Linked DNA regions of Cricetulus griseus: region 1 is linked to region 2. A link is a contact called in public Micro-C data. All regions are on one chromosome and are shown on one strand. Each heading gives the region's core, a stretch centred on a gene start, on an enhancer-like site or on the middle of the called end of the contact. The rest is flanking DNA. Distances are from core to core; before and after follow the strand shown.

Region 1 (4,866 bases), core at 1,212-3,711, 71 kb after region 2:
AATCATTGTGTCTTCAACTGGGAAAGCCGGTGGTCCCAGCCTCAAAGCTAGCGGAAGGGCGTCTAAGTTCTGATAAGGCCAGGGGAAGGATGAGACGGTGCCTGAGGCCTGTTGACTGTTCCTTCACCCCCGAGAGCACAGGGATAACAAACTCCCAGAGCCTTCCGGCCCACCCTAAGGTCTCTTTTGGGCAGGAGGATCCAGAGTCAGCAGACCTGTCCACAGAGGACCAGCACCTTCCCAGGCAAGGCTGTTTCCTGTACAGAGCATTCCCCAGACACTGCCATCTGTCCTTAAGCCATGGGCTCAATGGATCCCTCCAAAACTGCTGTGTTGAAGGTCTAGACTCCAGTGTGTTTGAAGGCATAGTGATTGAATTGCAACTCTGCTGTTAGAATGGGCCCTAATGTAATCCAGTTGATGATATCTTTTTGTTGTTTTTATTGTTTTTAAAAACAGGTGATTGAACCTATAGCCTGGTGTTTGCTAGAAGAGCACTCTACCACTGAGTCCCAGTCCTTCTGGTTTTTGTTGTTGTTGTTGTTGTTGTTTGTTTGTTTGTTTGCTTGCTTTGTTTATTTTGAGACAAGAGTCTCACTTTGTAGCCTGAGCTGGCCTGGAAATCATTATGTAGACCAGGCTGGTATTGACCTCACAGTAATCCTGCCTCTCTGACACTTGATCAAAAGTGGAATGAAAAGCACATGCCACCACACCCAACTCAATTTGTTGTTTGTTTGTTTTGTGTGTGTGTATGAGAGAGACAGGAGAGAGAGAGAGACAGAGAGAGAGAGAGAGAGAGAGAGAGAGAGAGAGAGAGAGAGCATGGCAGTCAGAGTACAACTTGCACAAGTCAACTCTTTTCCCACCATGCTGAAAGATTTTTGGTGATGGGTGTTAAAGCTGGACACTGAGCACATTGCTGGGGCATATTAGAAACAACAGCTCCATGCACAGACAGACAGGCAGAGGGGCAAAAACACAGCAGGGATCAGAGGAGAATTTAGGCCCAAGCACCAGAGACAGCATGGCAGGGACTCTGGAGAGAGGAATCATAGTCCATGTGGCAGCAGCAGGAAGCTCTCCTGCCTTTCTGAGGATGAGGAAGGTCTCACAGCCAGAGCTTGCAGCCAGGGAATGGGGTGGGGAGCAGGATGTGTGACCACCAGTATCCCTTTTGATGTAAACTCACTTCCCCAGGTAAGAGATCCTGGCACCAATAAGTCTGTTAGACTCACAGACAATGTCTCAGTAGGGTGCCAGACAGTGTGTGTGAAAGGGGGAGAGGAGACTGCTTCAGAGCAGAGTGGCCTCAGCTAGGGCAGATTTTGACATTGTGTTCTTACACAGGAGTCCTAAAGATTGGACCCAGATAGTCAGGTCCAGCTCAGGCATTTTGACATAGTGAGCCATCTCACCAGCCCCCAACTTATTTTAAAATGATTTTAAGTGTGTGTGTGTGTGTGGTGTGTGTGTGTGTGTGTGTGTGTGTGTGTGTGTGTGTGTGTGTGTGTGCGCGCGTGCTCCAGAATCCAGAAGGTATCATCAGATACCCTGGAGGAGGAGTTACGGGCAGTTGGGAGCCACCTGATGTGGGTACAATGAACTAAACTCAGGTCCTCTACAAAGACAGTGTGTGCACTCTTAAACATTGGGCCATCTCTCCAAACTCCTTTTTTGGGGAGAGGGCATTGTAGTGATATATTATTTATGATTTATTGCCTGAAGATTCAGAAAGCAAAGTCAGCCACAAGCATAGAAACCAGGCATATCTTTAATACCAGCAGCCAGAAGCTAGGAGGTGGTGATACACACCTTTAATTCTAGGATTTGGAATTAAAAGGTAGACGGATCTCTGTGAGTCCAAGGCCACCCAGATCTACACAAGAATGAACCAGTTTAAGAGAGAATTATAGTTCACACTTTTAATCCCATGACTCATGAGAGGTTTATAAAACAGAAGCAAGGTCTCAGTATAGGACATTCATTCTCCAGCCACGTTGAGAATGGGAATGCCCCAGTCCTATTAGAGGTAAGAGCTCTCTGGTAGCCTGGCTGCTTTGCTTCCATGATCTTCAGGTTGAACCCCATTATCTGTCTCTGGGTCTTTTATTAATGCATCTCACCTATTTGCCAAGGTAGGCCTTGAACTCAGGATCCACCTGACTCAGCTCTCGAAGTAACTGGATTACAGGTTTGTGACAGTAGGTTCATCCTTTATTTGTCGAATTTTTTCTTTGTTTTTAACCATGGCCTCTTATTGCCCGGGAACTTGATATGTAGTAGAACTCCCAATCCTCCTACCAACACCTCCCAAGTGCTGGGATTATAGGCTTTTACTACCAAGCCCAGATCGTGATTTGACGTCTTTATAAAAGGAATTTGAGTCAGGTCCAATGATTCATGCCTATAAGTCCAGCGTCTAGGAGGCCTCGAGCTAGGCTGCATAGCAAGACCTTGACTCAAAAACCAAACAAGGGGCTGAAGAGATTGCTCAGTCATTAAGAATGCTGACTGCTCTTGCAGGGGACCCAGGTCGGGTCCACAGCACCCGCATGGCAGTTCACAACGAGCTCCAGAGAATCCGATACTCTCTCCCAGAGTCTCCAATGCATAATAGTGCACATAAACCATGCAGATTCACACACATACATATAAATAGAAAATAAATTGATAAATCCCTAAAACAAATAGCCAAGGAGGGAAGCTGATGCTGCCAGAATCTTGATCTTGGACTCCCAGGTCCCCAAACTGAAAAAAAAAAAATTCTGATGTTTAAACCATTTGGTCAACAACATTTTGTTATGGAAGCCTAGCAAGCCAAAGGACCTCTGATTTGTCTGGGGAGCCACAAGAAAGAGGGGTTGGAGCTTTCTTGCATATACTCCCAGCTCAGCCCCACACTGGGTTACAGCTTCATGAACCATACAAACTAGCCAGAATCCCTTCAGCTCATCCTATCCCTCCTCCCCACATCTTCCAGAAATCTCCATCTCCCTGTGAGTCAATGGGTTAGCCAACTAGGGTGGGGCTGTGTGGATGCTGAGGACTCTGCTGGGACTAGGAAGTGCTGGTGGCAGCTTACCACACAATGCAGAAAGGATGGGGTGGGGGAGAGACAGTAAAATGGGCAGAGACACAAGTGGCCAACAGGCTTTAGGTTGAAATTGGAGTCCCGACCATTCCCCAGCCCCCCTCCTCCTGCCACAGCATTGCTGCAGCCTTTCTTTCCCTCTATACTTGGGCACCCCTTTTAGAACCAGGGGCAGGTGATGGTCTTAAAGTGTGGCTAAATGCTACTAAGCGACGCTAATCAGGTTAACCAACTTCTCATAACTGCAAACTTGGAGTATATGATCCAAAGGCCTTGTGCGTTTAGTCCTGGAATCACTCTGCTATGAGGTCAGCTAGGTATTTGCCCCCATTGGACACACAGATTTAGATACTGAGACATGAAGCTGCTGGCCAAAGGGCACACAGCTCTAAGTGGTAGCTCTGGGCTTTGAGCGAAAGCCGACTAACTCAGGAGCTGATTTTTCTTTCTGGAAAGCTTAAGAGAAGGGCTGGGATTTGAGCCCACCAAAGCCCCAGTATAGGTCACATGACGTGAGAGGCAGCCAGGACAGGGCATTAGGAACAAGAACAAGCTAAACAGTCGTCAGTTGACAAAATGATAAACACACAGGACTTCCATCTGTGGGAATGACCATGACCTGCCACCCAGCCTGAGCCCTGGGAAACAGCTTGGAGAGCATCAAAGGACCAGAGCTACCCCAAGAGTAGGTCTTTTGTGTGCAGACTGGGAAACAAAAGCCAAAGAGGCAGGAAAAGCAGCTACAGCCTGCAGCAGGTCTAAGTCGGAGAGATGGTAATAATGCCAGCCAAGAGGCTGTGGCAGTGCCTGGCAGTCGGCAGGCACTCAGGGTGTCCCTTTGTCATGTCAACCACTCTGCAGGCCAGAGTTGACCTTGGCTGGTGTGATGACAAGTGGCAAACTGGGAAGGGGAGGGAGGTGAGGCTTAGGACCGACTCTGCCAAGATTCCCGTGTTATCTTGGGTGAGCCATTTCCTGTCCAGGCCTCAGTTCCTCTGTTAGCCTGAGGAGAATCAGTGAGTGCCCGTTGTTGTCTCTGCTCTTGGAATTCTTCAGGATGAATGGAAGGAGGGTTCTGGAGAAACACAGCAATCACTATACCAGTTTGGCTTGTTGAGTTGGGTTTGTTGTTGTTGCTGTTTGAATTCTTTTTGGTCCTGTGGATCAAAACCAGGACTTTGTGAGTGTTACCTTCAGACTCTACCACTGCTCCATTTGCCTGGTGAGAAAGAAAATTCCACAGCCTGGCCCCATACTTGCTGAGTTGAAGTCACTGAAGGGAGGGCAGAAATCTCTATTTTTTTTTCTGCTCTTGCTAAGGATCTAATGTGGGGCCTCATGCATCCTAAAGATGTTCCCTGCTGGGTTGTATGTAATCTCAGGGTTTGTCTCTTCTCTTCTCTTTCTTTTCTTCTTTCCTTCCTTTCTTTTTTCTTTCTTAAGATGGAGTCTCATGCTGACTGAGAACTCCTGATCCCTCTGCTTCCCACCTTCCGAGTGCTAGAGTTTCAGGTGTGTACCGTCATGCCAGACTTAACTTCAGCTTCTTAGTGAAACAGAGACTCCAAAGTCTACCCTTTTGGCCGAGAGTCCCCCCACTTCCCAGCCTCACCTGCCAGCCTGTCCCAGCTCTTGGAATCTCAGCTAGAGGGGGAAGATGAAAGAAAAGTCAAGGCCTTCCAAGCCAACTCCCATAGGCTTTTCCAGACAGGCATCCCCAAGACTTTCCAAGACTTCCTTAGCCCAGAGGCTGCTGGGAGCTTCTGGGTCTC
Region 2 (4,807 bases), core at 1,919-4,418:
GCTTGTTGTTTGGGGTGTGGGGGGTTGTTTTTGAAAGAGAGAAAAAGAAAGAACATAAAGTTGAGTGGGGAGGGGAGAAGATCTGAGAGGAGTTGGGGAGGGGACATAACATGATCGAAATATATCACATAAACTAGTTTAATTTAAAAATGCATATACAGCCAGGCGTTGGTGGTGCACACCTTTAATGCCAGTATTCGGGAGGCAGAGGCAAGCAGATCTCTGTGAGTTCAAAGCCAGCCTGGTCTACACAGCAAGTTCCAAGACAGGCTCCAAAGCAATACAGAGAAACCCTGTCTCGAAAAAGAAAACAAAACAAAAAGAAAATACATATAAAAAGTCAAAACACAATTTTCAGACAGAAGAAACTCTATTTGTATCACAGACACCATTATTTTCTTAATATGTAAAGAATTCCCATGAAGTAAATAATAAAAAGCAGTTACCTGTAGGAGATGGACTGAGGCAAAGGGAAGTTTACAAGAAGAAACAAACCCATCAACAAAATGGTTCTTCAAACACTTTCAAAGACTAGGGTCTCTTAAGAGAAACACAAAATAGACATACAAAGTAGCAACAATCATAAAATTTGGTAATGCTCTCTCATGGCAAAGACTGGGGAAAACAAACCATGATGTGTCATGGTAATGCTGACCAATGCATCCATGGAGAGGGATTGGCGGTGTCTATCAAAACATTAAACAACATATCAATTTAGCCCAAAAGCATCACTTCCAGGAATAGCCCGTAGACACGATTTTAAATGAGTTAGGGCTGAGGACATGCTCAGTATAGAAGGCACTTGCAGAGCAACCATAAGGACCTCGTTCAGATCCTCTAGACCCATACACAGTCAGGCAATAGCTTGCAGCATCTGTAATCCCAGTACTCCTACATTGAGATGAGGGGTGGAGACAGGGGACTCCCTGGATGCTAGGGGCCAGCCAGCCTGCTTACAAAGCAGTGAACAGGAGACCCTGTCGCAAACAAGGTGGAAGTTGAGGACTTAACACTAAAGATTGTCCTCTGACTTAGACTCAGGAGCAGGCATGCACTTTCCTACATTTGAGTGTGCAGACACACGTGTGCGTGCATGTGCAAACACACACACACACACACACACACACACACACACACACACACACACACACGGAGAAGAAAAAGCCCAAATAATATTTGTTCAAGGAGATTTGTTGCAATTGAAGGAGCAAGAGAGGGAAGGGATAGGTGGGGAGGGGAAAGAAAGAGGAAGGGAGGGAAGGGAGGAGACAGAGGGAGGGGCCAGTAAGTGCTCTGCCAACTGTTCCACACATGCCTAGCCCTGAAAGGAAGGGCTGGAAGCAGCCTTAATTTCTGTCAGTGTGCAACTTAGAATATATGCTAGTATAAACACAATTCATCTCTTTAAAACAACAACAGAGAACCGGGCTGTGGTGGTGCATGTCTCTAATCCCAGCACTCAGGAAGCAGAGGAAGGTGGATCTCTGTGAATTTGAGATCAGCCTGGTCTACAAGAGCTAGTTCTAGGACAGGCTCCAAAGCTACACAGAGAAACCCCGTCTCAAAAAAAAAAAAAAAAAATCAAACGAAAAGCGGCAAAAAAAAAAAAAAAGAACCCTCTGTCTACAGAGAGGAACAGCTCAAAGCATATAGTAGCGCACACAGCATCCCTCCACGGGTCATAGAAGGCTTCTCTATAGTTGACCGTGCACAGGTTATTCTTGAAAGAAAACCAGAACCTATTAGCCATGGTGGAGGTGTGGGAAGCGTTGGTTGCACAATGGTGTTTGTTAGTGCCAGCCATGGATGAACATGTGAACGTGTCAGTGAATGTGTGCTAGGGCCCTAGGACTGGGTGCGCTCACCTGGGACGGGAGGTGAGCCCAGCCTAGGCCTGGCCCAGAGCACCCACAGTAGAGGAAACTGAGAGGGTGTCAAGGAAGCGGAGGTGGAAGTTGCTCTGAGAAGAAAGGCGTGACCCCACTGTGGCAGCTGCTTCAGAACGTCAGAGATTTATGACTGTGGGATTTAGCCTTATGAAGATCGGAAGTGACCTTGACAAGCCTTTTCAAGTGACACATCAGGGACAGAAATGTTCTGATGGGTTGGAAAGTGGGCAGGGGTTTCCCTCTGACTGTAGGAGGGGAATAGGTGATGAGCAGCAGGTGGCAGGGGCAGGGATCCCCACTGTCACCCAGGCACATTAGCAGAGCCATCCAGAAAGTCCAGCCACGTGCTGGCTAAGGGCAGTCCCGCACCCACATCAAGTACAAGATAGCCTCATCCTAAGCACTGAGCTCTCTGGAGCTGGCTCTGTAACTTCTTCCATGTGGCCCCGAGCACATCACTCCATCTTCTCCTTTAAGTGCAGAAACGATCAGAGATATTTCATTCGTATGCTGTAAAAGTGACATGCAGTAGCTGGGCGTTGGTGGCGCACGTCATTAATCCCAGCACTCGGGAGGCAGAGGCAGGCGGATCACTGAGCTCGAGGCCAGCCTGGTCTACAAGAGCTAGTTCCAGGACAGCCTCCAAAGCCACAGAGGAACCCTGTCTCGAAAAACAAAAACAAAAAACAAAAACAAAAACAAAAAAAAGTGATATGCAGTACATAGGAGAAGCAGTCTTGGCCCAAGAGCACAGCTCGGGAGCACGGGAATCCCTCTGGGTAACAGGAGGGCCCGGTAATGGATCCTCCTAACAATGGGAGCCTTTTGTAGATTGGAAGTGGCACCTATGGGTACACTCTCGGCAAGTGGGATAATAGTCACCAGGGTCGGGCAACAGTCATCTCTGTCTAGACAGTGAAGCCTCAGGCAGGGTTGTGACTAAGATCTGGGGATCCCCAGGAAACACTGGGTTTCCGTTCCTGGGGCGTTTAGGGGCTTTCAGGACCCCAGTCCAGGCACACAAGTAAGACTAAGTGTTCCTGGTTCCCAGTGCTCAGTTTAGGAGTCCCTCAACCACAGGCTTCCACCCTTCACAGGCTCTGCCTCCCACCCCTGCTCCACACACCCTCGGACAGACTGGGTACTCTGAAATCGCTCCAAGCACCACCTTTTCCCCTGAAATTTCTTTTCCGGGTTGTGTACCTTCCGGCTGCCAGCACAGAGTGTGAGCCCCGCAGGACTGTCACAAAGATACACCTGGGTCCCTGGAGATTGTCATCAAGCACACAAGCAGGGCAAGAGCACCGCCCTTCTCCCCCACTCCGCCTCACGCCCCGCCCGCCCACAGTGTCCAAATGCAGGGTTGAGACCTGTGATCCAGACCGGCAGGGCGCAGGCCAGGTATCCGTGGTAACCAGCTGTGGGCGAGTCATTTATTGCCATCCCTCCTGCCTGCACTTAACAGTTTGCAAGGTGTTTCACGCCCTAATGTTATTGCAGCCTTTGCAACAGCCCTGCCAGTGGCCATCAATGCCCCCATTCCACGCTCGAGCAAGCCGAGGCTCTGCGAAGCAGCCTGGGGCTCCCGGGTCAACGCAGCTGCTTCAGCTGCTTCAGGATTAGAACTCTAGGACCCCTGGAGGCGACTCCAGGCTCCGCCCCCGACCGCCCCTCCTCCACGCGGCCTCTGGCTGCGCTATCCAGGAGCCTCACTGAGGCCACAGAGCTGGGCTTGGCTCCGATCTCGAACCTCTTCTGCTGTGGGTCTTGGGCTCCAGGGACCAGCCACCCACGGTGGCGGCACAACTGACTGTAAGTACTGGGAAGGGGAAGGGGCGGCGACAATCCCGGGCGGCTGAGCGCCCCTCTCTGTGGAGATCCTCTGGTGGCTGGACTGGAGCCTGCCCACGCCGCCAGGCTGGGGGTGGAGTGCTGCAGAAGGGCAGTGGAGAGGCACTTTAACTCAACTCTGCTTGCTCAACACCCCCAACACACACACAGACTCTCTCTCTCTCTCTCTCTCTCTCTCTCTCTCTCTCTCTCTCTCTCTCTCTCTCTCTCTCTCTCTGAAGGACGCCCCCGTCCCAGCTGCAAGTTCCCAAGCTGCCTAGAATGGAAGGAAACTAAGGGGCCCGGGACCCAAGTGGGGAGCTCTGCCTTTGGGGACAGACAATAGTGAAGGGTAGACAAGCAAGAGATGGAGAGGCTAGGTCCTGCACCTAAATTGTTCTGGCAGCTGGAGTTGGGGGGCAACGGTGGGTCCAGAACCGGCTCCACCAGTCCCTGGCACTGGGTAGGCGGCTAGGCGGGAAATTCTTTGCAGATGAGTCTGTCTCCGGGTGTGTCTTAGGAGGGACTACGCAGCCTGCACCAAGAATGGGGAGCCCTAGAGGGGGCTGCTGCAGCCTTAGAGGGTACCAGTACCAGGAACCCCTCTCCTCCCGCTCATTCTCTCAGCACTCCCAGGAAGAGCAGGCTGACCAGGGAACTCCCGACTCTTGCAGCAACCCAAGATAGGAGATAAGGAACAGGGTTAGCGACTTTACAGAATTCTGGATGTCCCCCAGCTAGTAAATGGCAGTGCGGAGGTCAGAATACAGGTGCTAATCCATGGCCCTCCATAGAGGCCAGGGCTTAGAAAATGCCGGGAGCAAACCTGTGAGGGTCTTCATGGACTAGGGCTTCCCAGTCATCCCCATCTTGTCCAGAACGGAGATTCTCAAAAGGCAGGCCCTGTGGAAGGCAGCAAGGCTGAGGAAGTGCACTGCAACCTAGCTACTCTGCAGTCCTGTCCGGCCCTCCCATGCCTCTCTGAAAATTCAGCTTCCACCTGTTTACACATTCAGCATGAACTGAGTGCCTACTGTGTGCTAAGCGATACCAAACTTGAAGCAGCCAGAGAGTCAAGTAGGCATGCT

The links. A called contact is a pair of places that touch in the nucleus more often than the background predicts.
Region 1: a Micro-C map of the CHO-K1 cell line shows a contact between it and region 2, with 4 times the contacts expected there. The contact joins the enhancer-like site here to the promoter of Gjb3 in region 2. A contact is called at or near these places in 5 of 8 Hi-C or Micro-C datasets (the CHK-Q cell line, the CHO-K1 cell line, fibroblasts and 1 more).

What each region holds. Positions count from the first base shown.
Region 1 is chr2:25,768,165-25,773,030 of CriGri-PICRH-1.0, forward strand. No RefSeq gene overlaps it. Among named protein-coding and RNA genes, the nearest start is that of Smim12, 16 kb to the right of the region's middle. Within about 2 kb of position 2,462, at least 2 of the 6 cell types and tissues checked have open chromatin away from gene starts, as enhancers often do. A contact at or near this core is called in the CHO-K1 cell line and fibroblasts, where this site is marked.
Region 2 is chr2:25,696,679-25,701,485 of CriGri-PICRH-1.0, forward strand. It overlaps Gjb3 (gap junction beta-3 protein), which reads left to right and starts at 3,169. Exons shown (of 2, transcript XM_027399332.2): 1 at 3,169-3,701.